Regions from separate parts of the Mus musculus genome. Here region 1 is linked to region 2. A link is a contact called in public Hi-C data. All regions are on one chromosome and are shown on one strand. The core of a region is the stretch at or near the end of the contact, and the rest is flanking DNA. Distances in the headings are between cores, read along the strand shown.

Region 1 (6,116 bases), core at 2,213-4,712, 75 kb before region 2:
GTGAATCATGAGAATGTGGGTAACTCAGCGGGTAAGTCAGGTAAGCCCTGAGTGAGTACCAAAGGACTCCCTCATAAATTTGGTAATAATCGATTCACTTGGGGCTTTCAGCTGATTAACTATAGCATCCATAAAAGCTGGGAGATTTTTACAACATTTGACAGTTCAAGTTTTCCTTTTTTGCCGTTCCAAAATGGGCTTGCAAAGTAAAATCCCAAAGGATCAGCTTGGCATTGCAGGTAATCACATATTTAGGACCACATTTTATGTTTACTTTGTACTTGCTTCTGCCTATAGAGTTGCAATTTTCTACCTCTGCTCTAAGAAAAGGATCTCTCAAAACCTTTTGTTAAAATGCAACAAGTGTATGGGAAACAAAAACAAAAGCAAAAATAAACTCACTAAAACCTATGGCAATAGAAAAACACCCCCAAACTAAGACCTGGCTTATGTTGTGAATACTGACTATTAAGGTGATAGAATTTCAGCTCGTGTGAGTTCAGAGGTACAAACGCAGATGCTGGAATGAGCGAAGCCTTGCCTTTTAAATACCGGTGAGAGATGCACACCCATCCATGCTATAGAGAAGCCAGCACCTAAGGGGGAACCCTCACCCTTCATTTCAAAGCCCAGCTCTGATATTTGGCAACGGTCCATAATGGAGTGTGTTAGCCAGCTTCAGTTTCCCCATCCTAGAATATTTCTTTGATCTGGGAAATTCCAGACATAACCACTGCTTCCCAGAGAAGGATACGTTAAAGAGTGACACACATGAAATAGTTCCAAGAAGTGTCTTTACTTAGAGTCTAGCCCACAGAGACACCTAACTCCAGCTTCACCCCTTTCCTGCTATAAAGGATTCTGCCAGGCTAGAGTTTTCTCACAACAATCCTCACCCACTGCCTTTGTCAAAGTTAGAAAATCACTTACAATTACTTTATGTGGGACACGGAAATAAACACATATTAGATCTTATAAAAGCACCAAAGTCAAAGTACAAAATACCTTCAAAACAATGAGAAAATAGACGATTTTAAAAGTCATCCTATGCTACTCAAAAGTGACAATATGCTGGAGAAAAGTTGTGGCCTTGACATACATTTAAAGGTCTGTACTGACAGATACCAGGTTACATAAGACAACTAACGCCCTAACACAGAGCACCATGTATCCTGTGATTAGACGAATCTTCAAGTGATATAACACACTTCCCCAAAACAACAAAAACAAACAAAGACATGAGTCCTTCAAGCTCAGGAAATACTCTTCACTCATGTGAAACGTTCTCTTAGTCTTACATGATGTACAGAGAAGCAGTTCTGTTCAGGAGAGAGCATATACTGCTCTTTGAGAGGACCCGAATCATCCCACAGCCTAGTTCAGGAAGCTCAGGAATGCCTATGACAACAGCTCTACAGGATCTCATACCCTCTTCTGGTATCTATGGACAATGCATGTGTACACGCATGCACAGGCATGTGCACGCCTGAACACACACACACACACACACACACACACACACACACACACACACACACCTCTGAAAAAAACAAAACAAAACCCAAATCTATCTTCTGTAAGAATTTTCTAACTTGCTTACAAATTTGACTCCAAAGCCTCATCATAATCCGAAGGTCATTTATATATGTCATATATGGCCTTCTTTGACAAGAATAACATTGACCCACAAACAAGTGATATTTTGCCACCTTGAAGCAATTCCATTTCCCCAGCATACACTGCTCCCAGTCTGCTTGTGCGTGGCTCCTTTGTGTTGGATGCCTCCGTTTGTCCTCATTTCCCAGCTCCCATCATTCAAGGTTCAGACCCAATGTGATTTCCTAGGATAATAACCCTTTCTGGCCAATTCTGGCAAAACTAATGGCTTTTAACAGAAGAGCGGCTCTACACTCCAATTGTAAGGGGCATGAAATGATCCAACTGTCTCTATTCTACTGTACACTGTGACCCAGGGACAAGTTCATCCATTCTGCATTCTAAATACTTAACTCAGAGGCTAGCACACAACAATGCTCAGAGAACATTTACTGAATTAAACTGAATTCTTTCTCAAATCATCCTTTTTTGGGCCTAAAATTTCTTAGAAAATAATGGTAATCATTTTCAAACCAAACGGTAAGAACTTGCTGTTATTAAAAGTATGCTAGAGGCAGCAACTATATGCTGTTAGATTACTTTTGATATTACATAGATTGGACACATGCTGTCATTGACTAGCAGGGTGAGTAATACCCCTGGAATCATAGAGACTGAATGGTTCTGAGATTAATATAGTAAGAATCACAATGACTTAGTTCATTGTGATTCCACTTAAGCGAAGCTTTGTTGGAAAATAAAACGTAGGACTTGATTCTCCACATCCTTGTCCCAGGAACTATTTTTAAAGTTTTATTTACAAACAGCTTCAGCCCTTGAGTCTCCAGTGCTGGTTACACAGTGGTGTAATAAAAGAACCAGAGAGTAGATATCTACTCAGCAGAGGTGTTGCAGCATTAATGACCAGGGAAACTGACCTGAGAACAACACCTGAAACCACAATATAATCTGTAGAAGGAAGGAGGCAAGAAGATGTTGGGTTCGCTTGGCAGCCAGCACAATGCACTCTATTGAGAAATAACTTATCCTCGGGTACAACCTGGTTATGCTTTACTATACATTTGGGGGGGGGCTGGTCTCCTTGCTCCATTCTCTAAAGGAATCTGAGGACTTGTTAATGATAGGGGGGTGTCAAGATCCCCAGAAGAGATGGACGTTACTCACTGGAAAATGCAGACTTTCCGGCATCACTCTGGCCAAGCTCTTAAATTTGAGAAGCAAGTGATTAGAAGTTAGCAAGTGTTTCTGTAGTGGTGAGATGTAGGGTAAAGGACAATTGCTACCCTAAACTACAGGTAGCACCAAAATGCTATCGTCAACAGTTACACAATGTGAGGCTGCTGCCTACTAGGACATGGTCCCACCAAGAAGTGCTTAGATGCAGGAAAATGATGTTGGATTTTCCCATCAATACTACACTAGTGGATCTCACATCCAGCAATATTTCTCACTGTTTAAATGCAACTCCAAATTCGAGCCTGTAGAATTCAGGGAAAGAATTCCTGGAATGCTGTAAATGTTTGACTAGTTCGGGTGCGCTTAGGGGCTAGACACCACAAATGAAACTGATTTACTTTTACTACGACTAAGCTCATTAAAATAATTCTATCTTTCCTATCTGGCTAGAAGAAAGTAGAGTGATTCTGATGACCTGGGATAAAGCAGGAGAGTGACGGGATTTTGGTTTTATTCGCACACAAACATGAATAGAGGACTCTTTTTTCTATATCCCTAAAGACATCTGGAGATGACTCGCTTTTTAAGTAGTCACCACCAGGGCTATCAGTTCTTTCAGAAAGACCCCACTATGGCATTTACACAGCAGCCACTAGCTCAGCATCCCCTAGCTGGGCTCAAGCAAAGAATTCTAGGAATGGGGAAAGGAATGGTATATTAGGTGGAGAGGTTAGTGAGGAATGGGAGGAGGGGGAGAAGGCACACTCCTCATCCCTATCAGCCGACTATTATTAACTATTATGCTGATGGAATGGAATCTAACTTTATACTGGCTGTGGCTGGCTTTGCTCCAGGTTCACCACTATTGCCAAACAGACTGTGGTTTTCTTAAGTGATCTGGCCTTTGCGCCCTAAGAATCTGTTAATGCAATAAGGGGAGTCTCAAAATCCTACAGCATACACTGACTCTACAGAAAAAAAGAAGACAAAATAAAAATTCTAGAATATGAATCCACTTGAAATCAGTAATTTTAACATTTAAGGTCAAGGGTAAGGGAAAGTCTCATCGGCGGAAAACCTGAGCCAAATCAAAGGTTGTGGAACTCAACCTAAAGATCAACCCAAGTGGAGCAAGAAACTGGCAATCCAAAGGTGATCTGTCGATTGCATTTTGACTCATTACTTCCTTGGGAACTTTGGTTTGCATACAGTATGGTAGATCCTATTTAAGAGGCCATGACCACTACCTCACAATAGTAAACATACTGATAAATCATAAGCCCCCATATACTTACAGAATTCAAATTTGTGGGTTATAATACTTCCATGAAGGACAACAATACAATTCAAGTAAGATATTATCAGTGCAAATCCTAATCACATTCCAAAACATTTAATCTCAGCTTAAAAATCCTACTCCTTTTGCCAACAACAACAATAATTAAAAACAATTAAAGATATTTATTGGGTGCTAATTGCATGTCAAGCACTGTCAGGGATTCACCAACATGATCCGGCTTTAATCTTCAAAACAACCCAGTGAAAACAAGGAATATTTGGTGACTTGCACATGAGGATGCCAAGTCGTAAAACCTCCTGGCAGCCCTGGTCTCCACCATACACCTAGGAGTTTCACAATGGCCACCCTGAGCGAGAGCAATCTGACTCCGTAATCCTTTGGCTCAGACACATGTCTTTGATGAAGACATGTTCATCTGCATGACTTCTAGAAATGAATCTTTACGTTCACCTGTTTCCAATAGAACTCTCCCTGTCAATCTCCAAGTCTACTCCTCTCCACTCAAGAAGGCCCATGAGTTTTTATTGAAGCAAAAACCCAGAAGCCCTTGTGGATGCCCCCTTTTCTCCTCACTTCTAATCCAATACCACCATGCTGAAGACTGATGACTTAATTTTTCTACTCTGTGACTGCCTCATTTGATAGAGAAATGTTGACATTAACACAGATATATAGTCATGTGAAATTAATTAAACATTTAGTGAAAATAAAATAGAGTTACTTCAAAACAATTTTGGTATAAGGATAATTTTACCTTTTTTAAAAAATAAAAGCCAATGTGTATACCAATGAAGTGGATGTGATTATTACGCGGTTTTACATAAAGGACAAAGTCTTGGCTGAATGTGATGCTTTAAAACATAGAGCATCTTCCATGTTTTCATAGTTGACCCACTTTGGTGGTTTGAATGAGCATAGTCTCCCAAAGCTCATATATTTGACTCTACTAGTCCCAAGTTGGTAGAACTGTTTGGGAAGGATTAGAGGTGTTATCTACATCTGGTAGTCCTTGAGGTTTCAAAAGACTGAAACAATTCCTAGTGTGCCTCGAAGTCTCCTGCCTGCCAGTTCAGATGTGAACCTTCAGATGTTCCCACTGCCATATTCTGTCATCATGGACCCCAAACCTCTGAAACTGTAAGCCCAGTTAAATGTTTTCTTTTTTAAGATGTCTTGATCATGGTGTTTTATCACAGCAATAGAAAAGTAACCAAAACATTGATATTTAGATTTTATAATCAGCAATGCTGAGAATACTGCTTCATATAAATATGGAGTACAGAATGGGCAAAATGTGACTAGACCATTAGATAAAGTAATAGAAAGGTTGTCCTAATCCTGAAACAAAATCCAAAGGGCACGATTTAATGGAACTTCCATCTTCAACTTAATAAGCAACTTTTTAAATCAAACAGCTAACAGCGCAATCCAAAGGTGGGTCAATTTAATACACGTTGGACAAAACTATTAAGCCTTTGTTTTCTGTAAACTCTTGTTTCTTCAGGAGCCGAATACATAGTATGTACAGACAATGTGATCCTTAACATGCTATATCCTTGAAGCTGAGCTAAAGTGTTTCAGGTAGCATTCATTAGCACTGTACAGTGAAGTGGGCATGCTGCCTGTTCAGCAGGAAGGCTGCAGTTGGGTCATGTCATGCCCCGCTATGGAGGGCTGCCAGACATGCTCTGGATGCATTACACATTTGACTTTAAACTAGTTTTTCATTATTACATATTTAAGGACTGTTTTTGAAAAGTGTGTGTGTGTGTGTGAGTGCGTGCGTGATTGTGTGTCAACTATGTGTGTATAAAAAATCTCCTAGAGCTGGAGTCAAAAGTGTTTTGGGACACCTGACTTATTACATGGTTGTTAGGGTCTAACTTCTGGTCCTCATGATTGAACATCTGATCCATCTCTCCAACCCAGTTTCTAAATTTCTCAAGAAGCCTATATTCAGTTGCACAGTCTAAGAAGAAGCTGGGCGTGGGGCCAGAGTGATGGGTCGGCAGTTAGGAGTGCT
Region 2 (5,892 bases), core at 535-3,034:
GAACACAAAAGATTGCAACCTTTACCCAAGGATTCCTCCCTGTATCTGCCATTAAATTCTTCACTTATTTCAAGCCCCAAGCAGGTAGTGCATGTTGCTCCTGCAACCTGTGCCTGAGAAACATACTACAGTGTACTGTGCGTGCTCATTTGCAAGTCATTGAACTCTCTGCAAATGATCTGATTCCTGCTGGAGATAGGATAGGGACATAGGGACGCTAAGTGTCCTGTGAGATGGGCTGTAGCAAGAGAAGAACGACTCTCTCTCGTCAAAATTTACCCGGTTTATTGGGGGAAAAAATAGGAGAGGGTAATCTCCAATTTGCCAACTGTAACTGCTATCTAAGTATTTTACCACTCACTACTTCCCACAATCGCCCTGCAGTTTGAGTACTTCCCTAGTATACAGACAGCTCTATTCACAATTGTTGCAAGTTGGTTCATCATGTTCTAATGGGGGGGGGGGGGGGGCACAGAGAACAAACAAAACATAAGAAAACAAAACAAAACAAAACTACTTAGTACTAGACTGTATCCCAAAGACTTTTGCGGCAGTTGGCCAACTCTGGCTTGTACTGACGTTTTAGCCCACCCCAAATCCTGTGTGAGCACCTGTTCCACGTACCCTAATTTCCTGCCAGACTATGGCCGGAGACAATGCCAAGCCTACTTGAGACATTCGGAGTTCCAACAAGTCAGAAACTTTTGGCTGTGCACGAGGGGAGGGGAGGATTTTCCTCTCCCCAAGTGTGAGGAATGATTTTCATGCATCAATAACACAAATACTTTTGTATCCCCAGAAACAAAAGTAAATTGCATGAGACAACACCCCCTAGCTTTGATTCACATCATAAGAAGATCGATAATCTAACTGTATTCTTTGAGGGAAAAAGTTACAGAATTGACAAGTCCTGAAAAAGATTTTTACTTATTTTTCCCCCCTTTGGCCCAGGTCCTTTTTGCCTTTAGTTTCAAAACTCTCAAAGCACCAGCAGCTAAATTATTCACAATGAGCCATTTCTGTATTGATCGCCAAGTATATTTAGCCCTAGCTCCTGGAATTTCTCCATTACTTACTGGAAAACAGGCAGCTTCACTTCTTGTCTCCAAAACCACTTCCCTTCTCCCTCCCCTCCCCTTCACCACCAGCCTCCCTACCCCCCTCCCGCCCCCCAAAAACTTTTCTTTCTTTCTTTATGGAATAATCAGATCAAATTCCCAGTCACTACATAGCAGTTAAATTCCGACCTGCTCTACTCTTATCAAATTCTTTCAATTAGGTTACGTAAGGTTTGAAAGAAAGGGACCCGGAAAGTTTTAAAGGGGAGCAGTTTCTACCGAGAGCTTACAAATGAGTCTATCTCTTTAAAAATGTACACATTTAACACACATACTAAAAAGAAGCGTCAGTTAGAAGCAAAAGAAGTCTGCGCCAACAGTGAAAGGGTTATTAAACCCTCAGTGAAGGAAAAGGAAGAAAAAGGAAGAAAAAGGAGAAAGAGAAACAAAATGTACATACAAAAGAAATTGTCCTCTGATTAAAAAACAGTCATCACCATTTCCAGCTCTGTCGGGAGCTCCCAGCTTCTTCTAACCCCTCAAGGAGGAGGTGACAATGTCGGGCTGAAGAGAAACGGAGAAAGAAAGAAAGAAAGAAAGAAGTTTTTTGTGTCCCCCCCCCCTTCCCTCCCTGCCCCCTCCAGGCAAAGCCCCCTGCAGAGTTGAAGCCGAGGAGGAGGGAAAGCACTTTACAGGTGGGTCATTCCAAGACCGAATCCAGCAAACAGATCGGCTGATAAACAAAACCAAGAAATGAGAGAGAAGGAACACTCCCCCCCAACCTCCTCCTCCTCCTCCTCCTTCTCCTCCTCCTCGTCCTCCTCCTCCCCCGCCCCCGCCCCCTCGTCCCTTTGGGATGGTCTAGTAGGAAAAGTCACTCAGGAATGGCACCACGTACTTTCAGGAAAGAGGAAAAAAAAAAAAAAAAAAAAAAAGACAGGGAGGGAGGGAGAGAAAGAGAGAGAGGTCAGTGCTACAGCAATGCGATTAACGAGAAGAGAAAAAACTTGATCCACCGGTTCCTTAAGAATCGACCAAAAGCTAAGACAAGAAAACTGAAAGAAAAAGGGGAGGGGGGGTACGAGGGGAGGGACAGTCAGGCAGAACCCAGCAAGGAACCTAGGCCAACTTCACAGGACTGTTTTGTGGCCTCTGGCAAAATAGGAAAAAAAGAAAAAGAAAAAGAAATTAAATCTTCATTCCATCTCCTTCGTCCATACCAGAACCTGTCAAAGCGATTTAACTGTTGCTGTTATACATGTGTCACACCAGATTTTTATTATTATTTTTGTTTTGTTTTGTTTTCAATCTCAACAGTATAATAGCCTCTATCCAGACAGCTGCAATCTATGCCAGGTTATCCAATCTTTCTTCTTGGAATTCAAGTTAAAACAAAGCAAAAACAAGTCCAAATCCATGACAGCTATAAAGATGAGAACTGATTAGTCCATTAACATCCCAGAAGCAGATTACAAGGAGGGGACGATACATTAAGGCAAAGGACATCATCTTCAACGAAATTCCCTGAGCGTCCTTAACAGAGATCATTTCCCTAATCAGAGCCACAACCCATCCCTCCCCAAAGAAAAGCGTCTATATTATTATTATCCCTGGTTAACAGCAACAAGTCATTCGATCACACCACACTGTTAAACAAGATTCCATATCATTACACTTAACTTTGAAAACACTCCCCCTCCCCAACCCCTTTGCAAACCATACACAAATTGATAGATAATCTATGAATCAGAAGACAAATAAAACAAGAGCTGTTCTTCCCCACGCAAAAAGCCAAGCGGAGATTTACCTCAGCAGTGCATGCAGTAAAATAATCCCATCACCCTTTTGTTTGTGTTTACTGTTAGTGTGTCCTCTCCCTCTCTCTCTTTCTTTCTTTCCTGTGCCTAACGTGTGTTTGTGCACTGCAGTTGGTGGTGGAAACTAAGGCAGTGGATCTGTAGCTAAGGGTAATCCTGTTTTTACTTCCTCCATCTTCAGCGAGGAGCAGGGTTAGCCCGGGACAGCTGGTCAAACCCCGAGAAACCGATCCGGCGGAGCCCGAGCACATCTCCCCCGCCGGCCGGGCTCGCGCAGACGCCCGCGGGCGGAGGGCGGGCAGCGGCGGCGGCGGTGGCGGCCGCGCGCGCGCGGAGGGGGTTGGGGGGGGGGTCGTCAGCGAGCGCCCGGGTCCGTGAGAGCCGGGAGCGGGCGGGCGGGTGAGCGAGCGAGCGAGCGGGCGAGCGCGCGGGCGGGAGGGGCGGGGGCGCGTGTCTGCGCGCTCGGCCGCTCGTTCGGCGCGCTCGGCAATCGATTACAGGACAAGTGCCGCGCGGCTCCGCGCCTCCTCCGCGCCTCCTCCGCGCCCCGCGCGCCCCCCGCGCCGGCTCCGCCCCTCTCCCCGCGCCCCGCTGCTCACGTTCTCCGCTGGCCGCGCGGGAGGGACGATCTCGGGCTCCCCCGGCTCATGTCGGCCGCGGGAAGTTCTCTCTCTGGCCCGGTACCTCCCCGGATTCCCGGCTCCCGGCACCCGGAGGATCTGGGACACTGAGCCGGACAGAGGGACCCTTGCGAGTGCCCTGGGAGACACGGAGCGAGCGCCACTGTCCCCATTGTGAAAGTGCTTCCCAGTGCAAGTTTAAAATTAGAGTGTTTACTTGCTGTTTATATCCACCCCTGTCCCGGCGTGTGCCACATCCACCCGAGTCAAAGGAACCGTGAGGTTCGAAAAAGTTGTTAGCCTGGAAGTGTAGCCTAGCCTTATGCCAATCACGACGTTTACATTTGTTGGGCGAAGAGCATAGGAATCGTCCTGAGAAAATAAATGCATTTTCAATCTACAAATAGCAGCATTTACTATCTTTCTTGACCACAGAAAGGGGAATAAAGAATTCTATAATTAAAGGGAAAAGGAAAATGAAAGGAGCTGAAAATACTGAACTGTGTAGTCTGAGTGGTTTAAGTTTGAAATCACATGAAATTATCAGGAGTGCCAAACAACATTTCTGAGAAACCGTATCGCATATTGTGTTGAAAATCAATGCTGAAAGAGGAGCAGGCGCTGTGCCTCCCACTCCTTTAAAGAATCCCAGAAATAGTTGCTGAGAGTTTTCTCCCTTCCCCCTTTTCCATGGAAGCAAGCCATATGACACATTGAAAATAAAATCAACTTTCACCTTAAGCACCGCTCTGCCTTGTGTTTAGATTCTGGTGTGAGCAAAGGTTCACAGTGGTATACAATGAATACACTAATAATGTCCAGTGTATCTATTTTCACTTTTTACAACCTTATTATATCTATTGTAGTTACTAAGCAATTTGTTCTTATAGGTTCAGTTCATTTTTTTTAATTATAGAAAATGATGATTTAAAGCAAATAATCATTTCATTGGGAGTAAACCACTTGTGCTCGGGTTTTCAATAATTTCCTGATGATTTTCTTTAAAGTTGCAATATCTGTGACATTGTTAAAACTAACATTTTTACCTACTCCTCAGCTCTCTGAATAAAATCCCCGCCCCCGCCCCCCCCCCCCACACACACACTTAACGTTAGATTTGGAAAGGTCAAACTAAAGAGAATCTAGGAGTCGAGTCTTTCTAATCAATTCAACAGACAGCAAATTCAGAAAGCTGGCGCGTGTGACGCTACAGTATAGAAAAGGTGACATACTATGAAGTGTGAAAGAAGTTCTCAGAGTGTTCCTTCCCACTTGAAAAGTGTCAGCGTATCTGCAAAGTCATGGTGGTCCTTGGGAAAGACTTAAACATTCAGTACTAAAGTCTTCCTAGTTAAAAGCCACAGAATCCGTCTGCAGAAGAAGATTCATTGTGAGATCTGGAGAAGCCATCCTAAGTTACCAAACTACCACACTTGATGTGGTCCTTGCACCTAGCTGACCACTGCTTGATCTAGATCTCTCCTAGCTTATCCGTGTACCGATTTGCTGCCATTGGTTCCCTAGCCACCAGAGGCACACCCTCTCCCCCTAGTGGTTAAACCTTCGGACAGTTTATTAGCAGACACAGTCGTCCCCCAAGAGAGAGCTATTTAGGCAGGAACTCATGAAGCCCAAATTTTAGGAGGGCATTCTGAAGAGTGGGAATTAGATTTTTTTTAAAAAACATCCCATGTTCCTTTCTCATTCAGAGACTACAATGAATTCAGGTTTTCTGAAGAAGTCATGAATGTGTTTACAAGCTAAATTGGGTAGTTCAGTTTAATATTTCTGAAGTCTGACCTTGGCACCTGGACTCACAATCTAATGCATTCATGAGAAAGTGACCACATATAAACCGTAGCAATTCACGTTGGCCAAGATTTCCCTTCACGATATTTTGGTAGTGGTTAAAGAATGGATTTACTTATGCCCTTAGCCATAGCTACTCTGTATGCAATTTGTTAGGCAGTTATATGCTTGAACTGTGCAAGAAAAGATAGCACCAGGAGAGTCTAGTTCTCCTTATCTTGCTGGAAGGTTAAATCTTCACTTTGGGGACAGGTATACCATCAGAGCAAAGCATTGCTCTGATTGCTGTCTCCTTCTCACTCTCTCTGTTCAAACTATGGAAGCTGATCCTTCCCACCATTGTTCCAGGACCTGACATATTTCCAATGCAACATGGTTGTAGGTATTCTGCTCACATGTTGGTTTTAAAAAGAAAACCTAGCTCTCCGAATAGAATTTACTCTTGGTTTTTCTTTGTTTGTTTTGTCTTTCTTATTTGTCTGATTTGGTTTTTCAAGACAGGGTTTCTCTGTGTACCCCTGGCTATGCTGGAACCCACTGAAGATCAGGCTGGCTTCTGAGATTCACCTGCCTAGGCCTCCCCAATGC

The links. Hi-C and Micro-C count contacts between places; a contact is called where the count stands out from the background.
Region 1: a contact with region 2 is called in a Hi-C map of pancreatic cancer cells, with 4 times the contacts expected there. The contact joins the enhancer-like site here to the promoter of Ikzf2 in region 2. A contact is called at or near these places in 1 of 39 promoter capture datasets (the 3T3-L1 cell line), 1 of 15 datasets of contacts at CTCF or cohesin (CD8 T cells), 9 of 484 Hi-C or Micro-C datasets (the Ba/F3 cell line, the G1E-ER4 cell line, the HL-1 cell line and 5 more), 4 of 115 datasets of contacts at active chromatin or transcription factors (the HPC-7 cell line, the SCID.adh cell line, bone marrow-derived macrophages and 1 more) and 2 of 9 other capture datasets (adipose tissue and liver).

Annotation. Positions count from the first base shown.
Region 1 is chr1:69,607,864-69,613,979 of GRCm38.p6, forward strand. The region is part of intron 3 of Ikzf2 (IKAROS family zinc finger 2); the gene reads right to left. Among named protein-coding and RNA genes, the nearest start is that of Ikzf2, 75 kb to the right of the region's middle. Within about 2 kb of position 3,463, at least 28 of the 459 cell types and tissues checked have an H3K27ac peak or open chromatin away from gene starts, as enhancers often do. A contact at or near this core is called in the G1E-ER4 cell line, adipose-derived mesenchymal stem cells, embryonic fibroblasts and 1 more, where this site is marked.
Region 2 is chr1:69,684,176-69,690,067 of GRCm38.p6, forward strand. Ikzf2 (IKAROS family zinc finger 2) reads right to left here and starts at 1,785. Exons shown (of 8, transcript NM_011770.4): 1 at 1,519-1,785.